Regions from separate parts of the Zea mays genome. Here region 1 is linked to region 2. The links are chromatin contacts, called in public Hi-C maps. All regions are on one chromosome and are shown on one strand. The core of a region is the stretch at or near the end of the contact, and the rest is flanking DNA. Distances in the headings are between cores, read along the strand shown.

The links. A called contact is a pair of places that touch in the nucleus more often than the background predicts.
Region 1: a contact with region 2 is called in a Hi-C map of ear, with 3 times the contacts expected there. The contact joins the enhancer-like site here to the promoter of LOC103632842 in region 2. A contact is called at or near these places in 2 of 25 Hi-C or Micro-C datasets (ear and leaf).

The regions. Positions count from the first base shown.
Region 1 is chr7:130,644,060-130,646,759 of Zm-B73-REFERENCE-NAM-5.0, reverse strand. No RefSeq gene overlaps it. Among protein-coding and RNA genes, the nearest start is that of LOC103632842, 80 kb to the right of the region's middle. Within about 2 kb of position 1,354, at least 16 of the 20 cell types and tissues checked have an H3K27ac peak or open chromatin away from gene starts, as enhancers often do. A contact at or near this core is called in ear and leaf, where this site is marked.
Region 2 is chr7:130,564,413-130,567,306 of Zm-B73-REFERENCE-NAM-5.0, reverse strand. It overlaps LOC103632842 (G-type lectin S-receptor-like serine/threonine-protein kinase At5g35370), which reads left to right and starts at 1,580. Exons shown (of 1, transcript XM_008654566.4): 1 at 1,580-2,894. The coding sequence starts at 1,786.

The DNA of each region.
Region 1 (2,700 bases), core at 105-2,604, 80 kb before region 2:
CGACCAACTCACCCTCCGGCTCGGGGACCTCCTCCGTCCCCGGAGCACGAGCAACTCCGCCGCCAAAGTAGCCCAACCGCTGCATATCTTCAACGCGGGCTGACGTCATCCGCGACACACCAAAATCAACAGAGTCGCCAGCGCGCAACTCCTCCACCATCGAGCTACTCAACGTCTCCTCAGACGAGGCGGCGGCCGGCGGCGTAGTGGCAGCGGAAGAAGAAGAGGACGGCATTGCTACGTACCGTCGGCGGCGGCGGGCGGTCTGCTTCACTCGCGCCAGAACTCCGGCGAGCAAGAGAGCAGCAGAAGAAGAGGAGCAGCAAGACGGCGGGCGGCTAGGGTTTTCACGGAGCGCGGAAGGCAAAGTTCAAACAGCGCCAACCCCCGCCCCCTTTTATAGGCAGGGCGCGGCTCTTCGGGAAACCCGCAATCCGACAGGGCGCGACGCTTCGAGCGAGGGCAGCGTCTCCGCCATCTAACGACGTCTTCGGCACCAGGTGACTTTGTCGAACTGGTCCCTCGGAGGGCAAATGTTGGGGCGAAGGCAAAGACGCCACCCTTCGCTCGAGGCCTTCGCTGAGGTCGCTGGTCTGACAGAGACAAAACGGGCGGGGACACCCTTCGCTCCATTCGGCACCAGACGAAGGCCTGCGGCGGAACCAACCCGCTGCGCGGCCTCGTTCGGCTCTGAGGCCCACGTGTGATCTGGCCCATTGTAAACGGGCCCTGCGTGGCCGCCTTTGTGTTACGGGCCCGATCTGTAAAGACATGCTTGTAATTACAGCCTGTAACCCTGCTTTATGGGAATATTCTGGGGATAAACTAGGTGTCTGAGGGCACATGCGTCCTTAACACAAGGCGCTGGGCACTCAGATACCTATAAATACCCCCGCACAGTGCCCGTGAGAGGCTAGATTAACAGAGCTATTGCCCCCGAGCACGTAACCCTGTTGTCGCCACTGTTCACCCCTGTTGGCCTCCTTGCTGCTGAGAGCAAGTTCCAACAATATTGATATTTCAGTTATCCACTGGATACTCGTGGGTAAAGTATTTTACCCATACTCGACTCGATATATTTCGGGTATCCGACCCGATAGGACCCACGGGTAAGTTTTTGTAACCGTATCCATATCCGGTGGGTATGAAACCCGCGGGTATCCATACCCACGGGTCCAACTGCCATCCCTAAATCCCTAAACAGAGAACATGCTCAACGCGGCAGCCCAGTGATTGCAGTATTAACAGGGGCGTCTCTCTCCCTGATGGCTGATGCTTTGGCATGTGAGGGAGGGTCTGAGGGACTGCTATCAGCAGTAGACTACGGGTACTATCTTTCGGCAAATCCCATTCCCATCCGACCGCTTTGCCTCGCTCAAAAGCGTGGCCTGATTCATTAGGGTTTGACCGCGACGGGGCTGTGCCTGTGAGAGACGGAATGGTGGGCGCGTCAGTCCGGTCCCTCTCTCGTGCATTGCTACCCGCCTTTCCTACACTTGGTTGGCAATGGCAGCCGTAGCGCCATGCCTTTCGAGTCTTTTGGGGCAATCTTTCTTTCTTTGTCCTTGCTCCTTGCCGCCATTTGTGCTGGTGTCTGTGGGTGTGAGATTGAGGTGTGGTCGTGAGGGGGAGAGAACGGGAGCCCAGCCGGCGCTCCTTCGTTCAAAGCCGAAAGCTACTCCAGAAGGTTGCTATAAAAACGAAAAGTCAACCGCGGCCCAGGAAAACTGAAAAGCGAAACCTCCATCTATTTAGGCTGTGCGTTTTTGTCTCTATATATTATAGCTGCACTAATCCAAACAGTCGACTTTAATCCGAAGCGAACATCCAAAATTTGTTTCTTTCTAAAGCAGTACCAATGGTCAATGGATGATGCAAGTATGTATGCCTGTTTTTCCTTTCTAAAGCGCCAACCTCCCACCCTTCGCCCTTCTATAATCACCAAAACGAAAAGTCAATCGCAGCACAGGGAAAACTGGAAAGCGAAACCTCCGTCCATCACTGGTATCGGATATTCGGAATTTCAGATGCAACTTCGATGCAAGCAGTACCAATGGATGATGCAAGTATGTATGCCTACCTTTTCTTTCTAAGCGCCAACCGCACGCGTCCACACTCTTGGGCGGATTCTGGCCGCAGAAACTGGAATCCCATCCAAACGCGCAGCTTCTGACATAGATTGTAGCCTTGTAGGCGAAGCGCTTCGGCTAGAAGCTGAGCACCAACGGTCAGCCGACATTTAGAAGAAGCGGGTTGAAGGCCGTGGTGGCCAAAAAGTTAGTCGAATCTACATCTAAAAAAGAATGTATTGTTAGTTTACAAATAAAGTATACGGTCGACCAACATTCACTACATTAAAGTTTTATCACAATACAACTGTTGCGTTGTTTAGGGTTTAGGGTATTCGGAATTTCGGATGCAACTTCGGATGATACAAGTCTATATATATATGGTTCGGAAGGGATCGAGGGTACACCTAATTTTTCTACACCTAATTTTAGGGTATTCGGAATTTCGAATCTACACCTAATTTTTCTTCCTAAAGCGCCGACCGCACGCGTCTAAGCCCTTCGCCCTTCTCTAGTCACATATGAGGACAAGAATTTTCCCTTTTATTGGGCTTTTTAATTTATTTTGTCTTTTTAAGAGCTAAAACCTAACTAATGCATTGTTCGTTTGCATATGGTTCAGAACGGATCG
Region 2 (2,894 bases), core at 331-2,830:
CACCCACCATATTCAATATCTTGGTGCCTACATTTATTCCTGCATATTGGTAGAGCATTGCAAGCACCAAAAGCCTAGTGAGGTGATTAGAGAATCTTAATCCCACATTTGGACCTCATTAGCGCTAGCGAGAGCCACCTAGAGCACACACCACTTGCATTAGGCTTCTCTTGGTCAAGCGAAAGTCTACGGCTTGTTACTCTTGGTGATCAACATCACCTAGACGGCTTGGTGGCGTTGGGAGCTCGGTGATCACCGTGGAGATCTTGTTGGTGACCCGACTCAAGTTTGTAAGCGGTCGTGAGGGATCCACTGCGCCGGAGTGGCAAAGGATCATCTCATAGTGAGCACTTGGTTCTTGCGAGGACTAAGGGGGAGCGATACCCTTGCGCGGGTGCTCCAACAAGGACTAGTGGAGAGTGCCGACTCTTCGATACCTCGGGAAAAATTGGAGGAGTCTTCTAAACCTTGCTTTACATTCTGCACTTAATTCAAACATTTTACTTTGTGTATTTGTTTAGCAAGTATTTGAAGTATTGTCTTAGCATTGTTGTATATCTAGTATTATTCTCTTAGAGCTAGTTGTTGGGGTGAAGTTGGGCTCTTGCTTAGCTTTTAATTAGTGTTGATTTTTAGAAAAGCTCAATTCACCCCCCCCCCTCTTGGGCATCGTCATCCTTTCAATTGTTATACCTGAAACAGGAAACAGGTTGACCTTCGTTCAAAAAAAGACCTCAACAGCATGCCTTCACTGTCATTTTATCCTGTATGCGCCCCTGGCGCCTGCACCCTGATTTTAGATTGAACAAACATGAATGATAGGAACCAGACTAATACCCCAATAATGAGCACGACAACGCCTAGTTCTGTAGTTGGACTCTAAACATGTGCATAAAACTGATGAGCAAACCAATTGAATCTAGTATGCTCATAGTTCATCTATCCTCTCCACCTCAACACAAATATGGTGTGACATCTTGTACAACCTGCTTGTATCTTCCTATTTTATACTTGATTGGTCTAAACTTTGTACCTCTACCTAGGGACGATAATAAACTCTAAATTTTACATTATATATAATATTTAAGAATTGAATCAGATTAATAATAGAGTCTTCTATTTATTTTTTAATTAAAATTATTTAAGAGTTATAACTTATTACGAAAAGACATTTGGATCGTGATGTATTACCACCCGTACCCTGCGGCCCTACCCTACCCCTGAATTATGAGCGCTTTACATCCAGGTCCAGCATGGACTATATTGGCGTATTGATTCTGCTGAGCTAGACATTAGCAAGGCCGTTGACTTCCACCGCGCTGACGTTTCTAACCAGCTTTGATGATGAGTAGAAGTCAATGCACAACAGTAGCGACCTTTGGCTACAGCAGTACAGCCACACAGCCAACTCCGTTTGACAAATTCCAGTCAGGTCGCACCTGTGCTCCAACCGAACAACCCAAGCTGGTCACCGTGTCGCCGAGCAGCTCGACCTTCTCCGTTGTTTAACCAATCCATCTCAATCGAGAAGAAAAGCCAACGCAAAAATCCAGCAATTGCCGCGCCGCTAGATTCCAAACCGCGGCAACCAAGCAGTCTGAACCCAAGGGCTCTTCGGCCGCTGGGCCAGATGCTGCCGGTTTTGTTCGCGCCAACCAGAGCTCGCGCAGCACATAGCTCATAGCCGAGGTCAACATTCCCCGATCGCCTACGCCACACGCCGTGCCGTGCACTCCTACGCTTCATGGGCGCATCCGCGCGTGCCCCCTCGCCGTCGCCACACAAATGTCTCCGCTCCCACGCGCTCTGCCGCGCTCGCTCGCGTTCCTAGGCTGGGTTCTGCTGATCCTCTTGCCCGCCCGCGCCGCGGACGCCGGGCCGCTGGCGACCGAGCTCCTGCGACCTCCCTTCACCGCCTCTAACATCCTGTACGTCGACACAGGCGGCGCGTTCCTAGAGTCCACGAGCGGCGCGTTCAGGGCCGCCGTGTTCAACCCCGGGAAGCAGCAGGACAGGTTCTACCTCGCCGTCCTGCACGTCCCGTCCGCCACGCTTGTCTGGTCGGGCAACCGCGACGCGCCGACGACGTCGTCGGGACCGGTGAATCTCACTTCGCAGGGGATCACGGTGTCGAAGCCCGACGGAACATTGCTGTGGTCGACGCCGTCGCAGCTGCGCTCGCCCGTCGTGGCGCTGCGGCTGCAGGACAGCGGGAACCTGCAGCTGCTGGGCGCCGGGAACGCGACCCTGTGGCAGTCGTTCGATACCGCCACGGACACGTTGCTCCCGGGCCAGCTGCTGCGCGCCGGCGCGTACCTGTCGGCGGCGACGAGCGCCACCGATCTCGCGGAGGGGAACTACCGGCTCGGCGTGACGGCCGCGGATTTGGTGTTGACGTGGCAGGCGTCCACGTACTGGCGGCTGTCGAACGATGCCCGCTCCTACAAGGATCGGAACGCCGCCGTGGCGTCCGTGTCGGTGAACGCGTCGGGCTTGTTCGCGGTTGCTGCCGATGGAGGCCTCGTGTTCCGCGTGAACATCGGGGCGGCGGCGTTCCCCGTGCTAAGTCTCGGATACGACGGCCGGCTGCGCATCACGAGCTATGCGCTGGTGAACTCCTCGGCGTCGCTTGGAAGCGACTTCGTGGCGCCGGCCAACGATTGCGACCTCCCGCTTCAGTGCCCTTCCCTCGGGCTCTGCTCCCCGGCGGCGGGCAACAGCTCGACCTGCACCTGCCCGCCACTCTTCGCCGCCTCAGTGACGACGCCCGGCGCGTGCACGCCGGGGGACGGTTCAGCGCTCGCGTCGCCGGCCTTGTGCCAGAGCAACAACAGCACCGTGTCCCCGTCTTACCTCGCCCTCAAGTCGCAGGTGGCCTACTTCGCCACCAAGTT